Regions from separate parts of the Gossypium hirsutum genome. Here regions 1 and 2 are each linked to region 3. A link is a contact called in public Hi-C data. All regions are on one chromosome and are shown on one strand. Each heading gives the region's core, a stretch centred on a gene start, on an enhancer-like site or on the middle of the called end of the contact. The rest is flanking DNA. Distances are from core to core; before and after follow the strand shown. Region 1 holds the start of LOC107937034 (B3 domain-containing transcription factor NGA1). Region 2 holds the start of LOC107952982 (CDPK-related kinase 3). Region 3 holds the start of LOC107953004 (RNA-binding protein 24-B).

Region 1 (4,849 bases), core at 1,027-3,526, 550 kb before region 3:
ATTTTCAAAAACTATCAATAAGAATACAGATAATACCTTTTCCAGTGCTGCAACTTTTCTGTGCAGTACCTGCAATGCCTGCACCTTAGTTGTTCAGCAGCAACAAGCCAAGTAAATATACATACTATTAACCTAACATGGAGTAACAAAAGAGATAGGAGAAAATGGAAATTAAATAAATTTCTTTTTTTAAGGCTATATATATACACACATACAACACCTACCATGCATTACCAGTCAGGGTTAAGGAAGGGAGAGAGAGTATACAGATGATCATAAGATAACTAAACAAGAGAGCAACAAATAATATATACATATATAAGCGTATATATATATCAAACAAACTGGGGCAAATCCGGGGATGCAGATTGGAAAGGCCAGGGCCTAGTAATGGAAAAATATAAAATAATAAACAAGTTGGGAATATGCTGATATATCTGTATAAGTGTTATACACAATTTTCAACTCCATATTTTGCACCTTTCATCTTTAGCTCTTCACAGATCCCAAACCTCAACTAACTCATGTACTAACACAATATTAAAAAGAAAAAAAGATAACTTGGATTGCTAAAAAAAAACTTATCTTCAATATCTTTTCAACCCTCTTTCCTAAATCCAGTACTGCCTGTCGCAAGTTTGATGGCAAAGCAAGAAAAAAAGAGAAAATGGAACCCTTCACTCACTGTGATTTGATCATCATCGATCATAGATCCAAATCAAAGGACAAGGAAGATTTTCCCTTCTTTGAATACTCAGCTTGCATTCTGGAGAGTGGGAATGGGGTGTTATTATTGGACAATCTTGATTGGAGAGAAGAGGAAGGGAAATAAGGAGAATCATGATCAGAAACTATAGTGGCATGAGGAGAACTCGAGGAAGATTCATCTGTTGTAGGAGTAGGACACTCCATGTTCACTCCAAACAACCTTAGTCTTTTAGCCGCTGTTTTATTACCCTGAACAACTGGTACTGACTCGATCACCATTGGCTCCACTCTTCCTTCTTGCATTGCCCCAATTTGCTGAGGTTGGTGATGATGATGATGGTGGTATGACCCAGATGATGATGACCTTAGATAGTACTGCGACTGCGCCACATTACCGTAAGTAATTGCCTGATGTTGCTGCTGCTGTAGCTGTTGCTGTTGCTGTCGTTGATGATGATGGTTATAAGGATATATGCTGTAATTCAAGCGATGCAAAGGCTCATAGCTTTGAGGCAGCGAGTAGATTCCACCCCCCCACCGGACTGACTGAGGAAAGTTGAACTGATTTTGCATCTGAAAATGTGCAAAGGACGTTGGATCGGGTGCATTAGGCCTCCGCCTCCAATCAATGTACAACCGGTCTTTCCCGGACTCCCCAACACCCCTTTGAAACGATACGATGTCACCCGCATCAAGCTTCTTCTCCTTGACGAAACGGCTCCACCCTTTGGTCATCACATAACTCTGGCTGCTATTCCAGTATGAGTACCGGAACCGCCACGACTTGCCGTTCCGATCTTCAAAATTCAACAACAACCCTTTCTCATTCGATAAAGAGTCGAGAGGGAAGTACTTCTCCGCATGTTGCTTCGGTATTACCAGGCGGTTCAGCTTGCCTACATCACTCGGTGTTACAACTTTATCAAACATATATTCTTTCTCAATACACCTGCTACTTCCAGTATTTGATTCTTCAATGTTATTGCAGCTCCCAAGTGACAAGTCCATCATCTCAAGGTCCTTGTCACAAATTGATAGCAGAAGAAGAGGATGAAACTGGCAACTTGCTGGGAATTTCTCTTATCACTTCCTCTCCTTAATTATTAGAATACCCATGTTCATAATGATGACCCACATCCACCACCAAAATTTACTTTTTTTTTCTCCTTCTTTTAATCACACTAAAACCAGATGATATGAACAATAAGTTGTTGCAAAATGGTGGTTGGGCAGGAACGAAAAGGAAAAAGAAAAGAAAATTAGAAAGAAAACAAGACCTGGCTTACAAATACTGATTTCTTGGAAGGTGTGATTTTCTTTCTTCTAAATCCTTGAGGACCGAAGGAAGCAAAAGACAGGTCCTCTCAGTACAAAAACCAACCGAGGGTCGGTGCCTTCATCTTTGACCCAGAAACAAAACACACCCACACTGAAAGAAAAAAAGAACCCTAAGCGAGACAAATTAAAGCCATGGGAGAATCAACAGCAAAGAGTTGTGTGCTCGTGGTTGACCTAAGCTTTTTTTTCTTCTTTTTTCTTTTGCTGACTCCCCCTAAGCTTCATTTTATGTAAATATTTACCACATTTTCCTATTTCTATTTCCGTTTTTGGTTTATAAAAGAGAGTGTAGTAACTAGTAAATTAAATTATTACCATATTAAAAGAGAGTGTAGTACAATAATTACATGGAATTACTTCACATACATATTATTTTCATACTGAAATTATAAGTTTTTTTGTTTTAATGCGGGCTATATTATCAAATAATTTTATTAAATTATGAACTAGAATTCACATCTAAAATTTAAAATTTTACTTTGTTGATTTAATAACTGAATCATCCAACTTTCTTAAAATAAGAAAGATTTGATCAAATGTAAGGGGTAGGCAAAGGATTTTTTCCCAAAATGATTTTTTTAAAAAAAATATAAAATTATATTTCAATTTTTAAGAATTTATAATTTAATTTTCACCTCTTTTAATATTTTATTTGTCTTTATTGTAACTAGTATTATGTGTGCAAAAAATCAAATAAGCAAATAAAAAAATATGAGTTTATAGTTGTAAAGTCTGAATCCGGAGTTGCATGGTTTTAAGTTACCGCAATTAAAGTTTAATTATTAAATTAAAAAGAAAGCAAAAATGTGAAATTTTAGATGCACCAAGGATTGAGGTTTTAAGCAATGGTAAAAAAGAGGCAAGAGTTTAATTACAGTTGCACAAGAATAGTAATATTAAAAGAGATTTGGGGTAAATACATACTGCAAAGGCAGGGGCCCATGAATGATAAGGTTCGACTCATGTGAGCTTGTCCTTTTCATAAATTTTGGTTTTATATTTTTTCCATTATCCTCTCTGCAAAATGACCCAAATCACCAGTTGGTGTGATGGTATTTTTAAGTCCCAAAATCAGGATTGTAATGATAAAAGTTAGCCTAGGAATGTCATTTCCCATTTGATCCATCATTATTATGATTTATTATTGTGGATGCTGTTTGGTATTGTTTACTTTTAAATAATTTCATCCCAGCCAGTTAGAAAGAGAGCATGTTTTAGTTAGGTATCAATAAGTTTTTGACTTTTGGTCATTCATTGTGTGCTGCTTCTGCTGCTGCTCTATCTGCTCCTGCAAAAGAAAGGGGAAAAACAGTTTTACCACCATGTTTACATTCAATTTTTAAACTTATCAATTACAAATATCTTGCCTACAACCATAAACTTTTCTTTTGGAATATCAAATTTAGGACCGAATCCAACCCAATTCTTTTTATTAATGATATTACGTTTTAATTTAGTTTTTTATTTTTTTAATTAATTTTAGCTTTTAACTTTTAAAAAATATTAATTTTTGAAAAAGAGTTAAATTTATGTTTTTATAATTAAAATGATAATTTTTTTAAAAATGGCAACCAACCATTTACATGCACTTCATGCTTTTTCTTTTGAATTTTTATGAGATTTTTCTTTTTCTTTTTGGAATATTTTATAATTTTTAAATTATTTATTGATTTAACATATAAGAAAATAGCGTTAAGTTATCATGAAGTGTACATAGACTGTCACACTTACATTGTTAAAAAAAATTAATATTTTAATTAACATTTTTGTAAAAGAAAAGTAAATAAACTATTTTTCAAAGGTTAACGGTAAAATTTAACTTAAAAAATATTAATGACCAAATTGTTAGAAAATGTAAACATTGTGCATTGAATTTATCTTTATGCCACTATTAAAATGCCCTTTTAATTTTGTGATATTTTAAACTTAATAAGATGTTTAATAAACTAAAAAATTTAAATGTCAAAAAATTAAGTATTGAATTTAGTTTATAAAATATGTTAGATAATTTTTTTTAAAATTAAGTACCGAATATGATTAGCTTGTTGGATAAATGTGATTTTAAATGTAAAATAATTAAAGGATAATGTTAAAAAATAAAATATTAGCTCCTTATTTACTTATAATTTTTCACACATTTTCATTAAAAATTATATTTATTAGAGATGTATTTTAAAAAATTAAACCACTAATGATATTAATTTTTAATTGAGAAAATTTTTTTAATGGATAATCAAACAATGCCTAAATATCGATATCATCCTTATTCCATCTCTCATTCTTCAATTAATAGATAAATTAATCTAACAATTTGGATAAGACAAACAGAAAACAATTACCAAAATATGAAAACATAAATATATTAAAATCTATATGGTCCAAATTACACACATATATATATATATGCTTCTGTTTTTTGCATTTAATTTATATAATTTTTTAAAGATAATTAAATAAATAATATAGATACATATTATTCAAAAATAAATTATCGTATATTTTATTAAAAAGAAGTGCGACGTATACTATTAAAAAAGAACGTAACTCCTCATATAAGTAAATTTAACAAATAGTTAAATTAAATAATATAGATAAAATTATTAAAAATAAAATTAATTAATTGTTACAATTTTAAAATATGAATAAAGTTCATTATATTCAGTGGAACAAAGGTAAATATAATATTTATTTATTTATTTATTTATTTCAGTTAATGATATTACTTTTCAGCTAATATTACTATGTCTAAACATTTCTTTTATATGCATGCAGATTGTTCGTAAACTTTTGATTGTTTTCTTTT
Region 2 (4,609 bases), core at 1,685-4,184, 630 kb after region 3:
AACATATCTTTTGGGACCTTGAAGTCACGCGACAAGTTCTCTGTTGCGATTTCAAGTGCTAACGAATTGTTGGAGTAGAACAACCAGTCTATGTCCCAAGATTCAAGGTGCAATGCCTTCATATCTCTTTGTAGCTCATCCATCTCATTCTGCCATTCTTTCACCTGTACACCAAGGGTCTCGTCCTATAAGTTTGTGTTGTCTTAAGAACCAGAGTTGTCACAATGGACCTTTTTCCTGAACTTCTCATTCTATTTCAGAAACTCCTGCTGGAAAGCCTGTTGCCGCTTGAACTGCACTTCCTGAGCGGCCATCTGCTCCATCATGAGTCTAATTTCTTCATGAAGGGTAAAGAGTTGCTATGAGGGCGCCCCTTGGGTAGGAGAAAGCGGCAATCTCTAGCTAGCGGAAAGATTTAGGTCTAGAGGGTCAGACACTCCCTCATGAACTGCATTACCGAAGTTCTTCGGTCTATCAATGACCCATTCAACAAACAAGTATGCTTCGTTAAGCTAATCATTAGAGCTTGAGGCTCTGGCCTGTTTTGACAAAAGGTTGAAGGGGAGGTTCTCATTTGAGTGAGCCATTTCGATTCAAAAACTAAAGAGAAGAAAATCAAACTTTTTAAAATCTGATGATCGGAAGTCTATCCACGTTCATCGCACCAATTGTTGAGTAATTTTGTCTTGTATCTTATGAATGAAGTATTCAAGCATTTTTACATGCTATTACAGCTTACGATATGACCCCCACAGTTTTGTCTTGACTCCATCATTCCTAATACTGTTGGACATGTGTATCACTTTGGGTCACTTGCGGAGCACGCGGTCTTTTCCGATCTTAGTACTGACATTCTGTGCGGCCTTCAAGCCTGCTGGACATGTGTTTCTCCCTTGGTCGCCTATAAAGCATGCGGTCTCCCTTCTGTGAGCTCCTTGAACGCGTGTGAACTGAAATCATGGCCTTCTCTTGGTTCGTGCCAGCTAGATCCGCGAGCTGGGTCCATGAACTCCCTTTGTTGTCCTTTCACGGTTCGCCTCACACTCAACCATCTGGTGGGACCTATCCAGGTCATGGTAGGTAACCCAGATCCTATCTAGGACTCGGGTTGCTGATCATCAATGTATAACACTATGAAACAACTTTGGACGTCAAAATTTGTGAACCAAAATTCAAATAACTTTTTTCTCTGATATTCGATACTAACTATCAAATTGACTTGGATTTAAGGTATGTTCTTCTACTCTTCAATGGGTACTGATTCACCATACCGATTGTCAAATCTTCGTTAGAAGGTCACTAGTAAAACTCTTTAAAAAAAAAAGAAATTAACAATTCAATGACTTAAATAAAAACTTTTGAATAATTTAAAAACTAAATTGTAATCTTTTTTAGTTAAATGATCAAAATGAAAACTTACCTGTCATTTAGTGATTAATAGTATAATTTACCTTGTATAAATTCATGAAATTATTCAACCATATTTCCTTCGAAAGAAAAGAAAGGCATGAAATATTGAGAAACCAAGGTAATAAAAATGTTGGTCTTGGTTTTGGTGAAGTGTCGTGAATCGAGGCCCAACTAAGTAGAGTGACTAGTCGGGTTTCAATTACCTAACGGAGGGTTCCCATCGACGGGTGCCTTTTAAACAGCGACTTTGAAACATTTATCCAATTTCCTCGTCACCATAAACAATGGAAGGAAAACCAAAGCCCATCCCATGCTTATTAAATTTAACCTATTTCTCCCTTTCATGTCTGGCCAATGTTATGCTAATGTGTCTCCTTCATGACTCAGCGTATTAATTAGGAAAAATTAGACTGGCCCAACTCAACTTTAGTGCATAAATGTATGAGTAATTTTAATGTGTGGGAATAGCAGTTTGAACAAGAAAGTTGTCGAATGTTGGTACCAATGGTTAAAGTTCAAATTTAGGTAATTTTATCGCGCTTTCTTTTCTTTTTTTAATTAGTAATGATAAAAAATAACTATAAGACAATTAACACTTTTTAAATATGATAATTATAGGAACAAACAACAATCTTTTTCTTGAGAAACTTTGAAATATATAATTCAATGACGAGTTTTCACATTTAGTTTTGAGGATCAATCACAATATCTAAAAAATAATAATTTCATGAAACATGTTCTTGCTATAACATTTTCAATTAAATTCTCTAAATTTTTTTTAATTTCAGTTATTATAACTTGATATGATGATTAATTCATTCCAAGTGTTTAAAAATAAAGATTGATTAGTAGCATTTTGTTATTTTTAATCCATAACACATAATTTAAGTTATAAATAAAAAGTATGGAATTTATTTTGAGGGAGCCCATTCAATTTATTTTAACGTATGTAAATATACTCTATAAATTAATAAAAATATTAAGGGCTTACTTAGGAATTTAGCAAAAAACTTGGGAAGTCAACACTTTTTAACAATTATCTAAAAGCTGAGGTAAGTTATCGTACATATATAACCCACTGTTAAAGAAATGGTGAAATAATGTATTTTTATGAATTTTAAAGTTTTAGTCGTCATTAAACTATTAAATTAATAAATTCATTAAGTTGAATTTTATTAATTTTAAAATATGACGTGATAAATATATTATTACATAATATTATTATATTAATTTATTATTTTTACACAAAAAAATTAAATTTAAAAATTATTGTTTAAGTCAAAAATAAAAATTTAAATTTTAAAAAATACATGAACTAAATCTACACAATTTAACTAAATATTATAATTGAAGAAGTGTGGTGTTGCAGGATGCAAGTAAAAGGCAAAGTGTTGGGGATTAGGTGAGGAAAATAATGGTGGTTGAATAGTCTCCTGTTTGATTGAGACACGTGGGTGGCAATGTATTTATTTAATTTTATAAATATGCCGTGAAATCTCGACAGAAATCCTCCAAAAATGTAGCCTGGATTACAGGTCATATAATTATGTTGGAGTAAATAAGTAGAGCCTTAATGTTGGTAAACACTTACAATACGGCCAGGGAGAGCAGTTGCTTCAATTACGCTGTCCTCGTTTGTTGTTTTCCTTTTGGGTTTAACTAAAAGCCTTTATAATATTGGTTATGAAAGAAAGAGAGCCTCTTTTTTTTTCTTACTTAAATCTCAGTTTCAATCTAAGACGAAAAGTAATGAGTGAAGTTAGCGTGTTTTGATCCACAACCTTGGCGGTGTTGATTCGTCAGATGACATGCGGGGGTGTTTTAGTAATCATTCTTTACTACTGTATTCCAAGAACTCGCAGAGAAAAAAGTAAGAAAGAAAGAATTCCCTCCCATTTTGGGGAAATAAAGGAAAACACTTTGATTCAGTCAGTGTCTCTAATTCCAAATTACTCCTCAAACATTTCTTCTTCTTCTTTTAAAAAATAAATAAATAAATAAATAATAGAATTTGCTTCCACAGCCTATCCTACTTCTCCTTTCTCTTTGCTTCACTCTCTGGGTTTTTCTTTTTCCTTCCATATCTCACTCAAAATTCTATCTCATCAGATCTCTTGTCATAATCAGATCAGGAGGGAAGGATGCTGGAACCGTCCGATGTGTAGACTTTTGACTTTGTTGTGATCGGTAGGGACTTTAGATGGGGCAATGTTACGGTAAAGTTAGTCAAACGCAAGTAAATGAAACGACGTCAAATGCTACCACAACAGTCACAGAGGTGATTCCAGCCGATCCTGGGGGGCAAACGCCACTGCAATCCAGTAACGGCGCTGTTAATTATTTTCAATCAGTTAAGAATACTCCAGCTAGGTCATCCAGCCAGAGTCCATGGCCCAGCCCTTACCCCCACGGGGTGACTGCCAGTCCGCTTCCACCGGGTGTATCCCCTTCTCCGGCCAGGGCTTCAAGGGGTTCCACGCCTAGGAGATTCTTCCGGCGCCCGTTCCCGCCGCCTTCGCCGGCCAAACACATAAAAGCGTCGCTGTTGAAGCGTCTTGGCGGGAAGCCAAAGGAAGGACCGATCCCTGAGGATCCTGGAACTGAGCCGGAGCAAGTGTTGGATAAGAGCTTTGGTTATGGCAAGAATTTTGGAGCTAAGTATGAACTTGGAAAAGAAATAGGACGAGGGCATTTTGGTCACACTTGCTCTGCTAGAGGTAAAAAGGGTGACCTTAAGGATCAACCCCTTGCTGTTAAGATCATCTCAAAAGCTAAGGTATTCTCTTCACTCCATTTCTATGATATTCTTACCCTGTTCATGCTAATTGCTAAATAATTTTTTTAACTTTTGAGATATTTAGATTATTTTCTTAATGTTGGAGCTTCTTTCTGGAGGTATTGTTCTTAAAATTGGATTTCATTAAAATAGTCTTAAGAGAAGGACCTTTAGTTATTGATCGATGGCATAGCTGTTTATTATGCATTCCAAACACCTCATAGATGTTTGTTTTCCTCGATTCAACTAAACTCGGCCGATTATGTCTTTCTTGAAGAAGGTAAGTTACATAAGCCGGACATAATTCTAGAATAATCATGTTTACGACTTGGCCCCTGCCAACTTCGCTTATCATTGATATTTGGCTGTTACATGAGCTATTCGAGACATACAAGGCTTAAAAGGATACCTCTTGCATTGATT
Region 3 (4,360 bases), core at 10-2,509:
ACAAAAACATGCATTGCAAAAGAATAAAGCAAATACCATTCAACACTCAATGAAGAATGAAACAAAAAAAAAAAGGTCAAATATACTTGTATAAATAAGAAAATTCAAACTTATAATTCAAAAAGGAAGCATTCATCAGTGTCACTTCATTTAAATTAACACTTCTAATTAAGAGAAAAATACCAAAATCAATAAAACTCAAAAGAGTTAGTGTCATACTTAATACGCTAAACCCGTAGTCGGCTGAATCACACACTAAAAGGAGTTCCTAATCAAACAAACTGAATCCCATATCATCATCACTCTCTTCCTCTGGTTCCTCCTGCAAATAGCCAAAGAATCACATATCAGTATAAATGGTGCAAGGAAATAATAGAGACAAGGATATCACATCCACTTATTTATTCGTAATTTTTAATTCCACCTTCTTCTTTTCCTCTGCAGGAGCAGGAGCAGCAGCACCGCCTCCACCAGCAGCTGCAACAGGTGCAGCTGCAGCGACCGGAGCACCACCAGCAGCAGCACCAACATTGGTTATGAGATTCTCAATGTCGCACTTCTCAAAAAGCTTAGCAAACAAGCTTGGCCAATAAGACTCAACAGAGACATTGGCAGCTTTAACTAGCGCGGCAATCTTCTCAGCCTATTAATGACAGTTAAAGAACCCCCCCCCAAAAAAAAAAAATACCTATGTTCCCATACAAATTGGGAATCTCTCAACAACAATAATCAAATTCCTATTTTCCAATAATCCTATCAAAGAATTAAAAAAATTAAATAATAAATCATACAACCCTAAATTATTTGCATAAAGGATACGGTGATGGGGATGCCATCATCATAGAGAATCAAAGCAGCATAAGAGCAAGCAGCTTCGCCAACCGAAGACATCGTTTATGCTATTAGAATTAAACCAAATAAATAAATAAATAAAGCAATTAAAACACAATCAACGTAAAGATTTACATCAATACCGAAAAAAGAACAGAAAGGAAATTCAAATTTCCCAAGAAACAAACAAGAAAAGAAATGGAAAAAAATCAACGAATTTACCTGAAAGATGAATATAGGAGTGATGGGTTATCGGCAAGCTGTGCAGCGCCGCTCTGAGATCAATATGTTGTTAGGGTTTTCTCTATGACTTTGAGGAAAAGGGTTTTAAAGGGAAAAAAAGAAACTGTAAATTGGGCTCCTATGTTTTCGGAGGCCCATTTAACCAAACAATAAAATAAAATTATCGTGGCTGTAAAAAAAGTGGCAGTTATATAACATTAGGAAAAAAAACAACAGCTAAAACAACGAACAACAACAACAAAAAAGAAAGAAAAAACAACACCGAGAAAACAAAAAAACATGATACACGATTGCACGAGTGCTTGAAGAAGGCCAAAGGGATTTTTTTTTTTTAAAAAAAGGCTTTTGGGTTTGATTAATCACTGATGTGATCTTCCATAGAAACGACTCTCCAATATCAAAGTTCACTTTTTTTTTTTGAAAAAAAGAATTCTCCATTTTTTAACCACTCTATATTTGGCTTCTGGGGTAGTTGTTTGTTTTGTTTTTTTTTTTTTGTGGGATTCTTAGCCATTTTCTTTCATCTCTGTTTCTCTTTTTTATTTGGGAGATTATTCTGTGTTTTTTTACATGTCTCAACAAAGGCAATTTCAGATGGTGGGTGGTAGCAACAATCCAGGAGCAGGGCAGTACAATGACACAACTTTTACGAAAATCTTTGTTGGTGGATTGGCTTGGGAAACTCAAAGAGATACCATGAAGCGTTATTTTGAGCAATTTGGAGAGATTATTGAAGCTGTTGTTATTACAGATAAAAATACTGGGAGATCCAAGGGCTATGGCTTTGTAAGCTTATTCATCCCTTTCCTTAATATGTATATATACATATCATTCATTCCATATGACAATTAGAAGGTGATTATCCTTATTTTCCATTTCCAGGTTTCATTTAAGGATCCAGATGCAGCCATGAGAGCATGTCAAAACCCGTCTCCTACCATTGATGGAAGGAGGGCGAACTGCAATCTTGCTTCATTGGGTGCACAGAAGACTCGTCCACCACCACAACATGGTTTTCTTTCTCTCTTTTTCTTTTTAATTGTATTGGTTCTTGTTGAAATGTCATTTCCTTATCTCAATACCAACTCTTTATGCATATGTTAAATGGTCCTGGCGAATATTCACTTCAATATTTGGGGTGAGGAAAGTTATTGTTTGATAATGATATTTCAAAGGATCAAAAAATCCTCCTTTTTTTTTCCTTTGTTCATTCTGAAGATGTGTTTTTTACCATATTGGGAAAACATTTCATATTGGTCAATGCGATCTGGTAAACTGAAAAGTGGATCTAAAAACTAGAGTTATGAAACAATTTAATTTAAGATGAAGTCAATAAATGCAGGAGCTGGACGGTTTAGACCAGCACCTGGGTTGATGGCATCGCCTGTTTATCATGGTTCCTCATCAACATTCATCCAACAACCTAATAGTCAATATTCCATTCCATACTCTGCTTATGGGTGAGTTCAATTATTTTAGAAATGAAATTCAATGGCATTGCCTGCATGAATCCCAACTGGTTAAGCCTCAATGGCATTTCTTATTTTAACATGCATTTTAGTACTCTTTATTGCTTCATTTATCTCCTTTCATCATCCTCATTCCCTGCTTGGTTACTTTCAGGTATACGGGATACTCCCAAGACAGTAATTATCCTTTGGTTAGTGTTTATAAACAGAGCTTGAAAATTAGAAATAAAATAACAACAATTTCTTTGACATTGCTTTGATTAGCTAAATTTGATGGTGTTTTGCAGAACTATTATAGTTTGTATGGAGGTCAACAGTTCTCACCTTACTACACTGCCGGAGCATCAATGACACCCGGAATGTTTCATAATTTTTATCCATTTTATGCTCAATATGCACAAAATAGCCAAGCTCATGGTTTTGGTGTCCAATATCCCCAAATGCTACAGTATCCTTATTTGCCTCAGCAGGGGATCCTATCACTTCCGTCTTCAATGCCTTCGGCAATAACTCCCACAGGTGAGGATTTTACATATCCGGAGAATGTTTACATAGTCCAGTCACTTTCTCTCTTGGTTTATAATATCTATGGCAAGACAACTTTAATGCAACATTCAACAGTAAGTCTGCCGACAAATTTTGCAGCAACTACAACTACAGCAACTGTGACAACAGCAACAACGACTACAGCAACTACGACAGCAGCAAGAACAACTGTGTCGTCATCGGAGACGGCAAAAACAACATCACCGACTACAGAATCACTACCCCCTGCAACTATAGCAACAACTGGGGTGGTGGGATCGGAGTCAGGTCCTTCACAAATTTCTGGGACACCTACTGAAAAGAAAACATCAAGTTAATTTCTGTTGAGGGATGCAGCGTCTTTCACAATACAATCAATGATGTTTTGAAAGGGAAGCAAAGGTAGAGAGTAAACGGAAACAATTGAATAACAACGAATACAACAAAGTTTATTTGAGTCAAAAGAAGGATGCTTCATGCCCGACCACCTAGCATAACAAGACATGGAACTGAAAGAATTTTAGTAGGGGATTGTTGTTCATTCATGGAACGGGCATTTTAGATGTAAAGCTCGCTCCACTAACTGTTTACAGTTCATTATCTATTCGAGTCACCGATTCATCATACATGTTTGGTATAGGACAGTAGGGAGAGTCTGAATTAGTTGTTAGCATTAGGAGAAGAAAATCATATTCGTTCGTGTATGCATGTGCATGAGGTGGAACCTAAATATTGGCTTTGGATTCTACCTTACAAATGATTTTGTCTCGGCTGCAAAAAGCATCCGATGATAATCTTGTTCATATTTGTAGCAAAGTGGTTCAAAAGATTGATTTTGTATCTTTGAACTCAAATTTGATTTTATTGGTCAAGTAAAACGGCGAGCTCGGATAGCTCACCCATTAACTTATATAATTTTTTTCTCTTTTCTGTTGTGTTTCATCATTCATGATTGATACTTTTCAAAGATAGGATTACTTGGAATAATAAGATGGTATTATCTCATTTGTCTTTTATTTCTGGCTTTCAGTGGGTAATTTTTTTTTTTAATTCAATCCATCAAATCCTTCTCTTTTCCTCGAGTTCAATGCATGTGTTTAGACAATGGAATCCAATGGGGTTTTCCCTTTACTTGTTTCAGAGTCAAGCATGCCGTTGAATCATATCATTCTTCTGAATACTGACATTTGATCCTTCCAATTCATTAAAAGCCTGGGAAAAAGTTTGTTCTATGGAAATGATGGCAAATTGTCTCAATACAAAAACTAGGAGATATATACTGCCATAGTTTT

Evidence for each region. Hi-C and Micro-C count contacts between places; a contact is called where the count stands out from the background.
Region 1: a contact with region 3 is called in a Hi-C map of leaf, with 2.1 times the contacts expected there. The contact joins the promoter of LOC107937034 here to the promoter of LOC107953004 in region 3. A contact is called at or near these places in 3 of 34 Hi-C or Micro-C datasets (all in leaf).
Region 2: a Hi-C map of leaf shows a contact between it and region 3, with 2.3 times the contacts expected there. The contact joins the promoter of LOC107952982 here to the promoter of LOC107953004 in region 3. A contact is called at or near these places in 2 of 34 Hi-C or Micro-C datasets (both in leaf).

Annotation. Positions count from the first base shown.
Region 1 is chrA07:28,588,730-28,593,578 of Gossypium_hirsutum_v2.1, forward strand. LOC107937034 (B3 domain-containing transcription factor NGA1) reads right to left here and starts at 2,277. Exons shown (of 4, transcript XR_005930610.1): 1 at 1,986-2,277; 2 at 686-1,889; 3 at 37-69.
Region 2 is chrA07:29,763,159-29,767,767 of Gossypium_hirsutum_v2.1, forward strand. It overlaps LOC107952982 (CDPK-related kinase 3), which reads left to right and starts at 2,935. Exons shown (of 12, transcript XM_016888199.2): 1 at 2,935-3,338; 2 at 3,520-4,186. The coding sequence starts at 3,611.
Region 3 is chrA07:29,137,194-29,141,553 of Gossypium_hirsutum_v2.1, forward strand. LOC107953004 (RNA-binding protein 24-B) reads left to right here and starts at 1,260. Exons shown (of 6, transcript XM_016888229.2): 1 at 1,260-1,860; 2 at 1,957-2,086; 3 at 2,417-2,534; 4 at 2,698-2,734; 5 at 2,831-3,062; 6 at 3,189-4,073. The coding sequence starts at 1,645. The coding sequence ends at 3,406. LOC107953005 (60S acidic ribosomal protein P1) reads right to left here and starts at 1,195. Exons shown (of 4, transcript XM_016888231.2): 1 at 1,054-1,195; 2 at 820-899; 3 at 425-643; 4 at 96-322. The coding sequence starts at 891. The coding sequence ends at 269.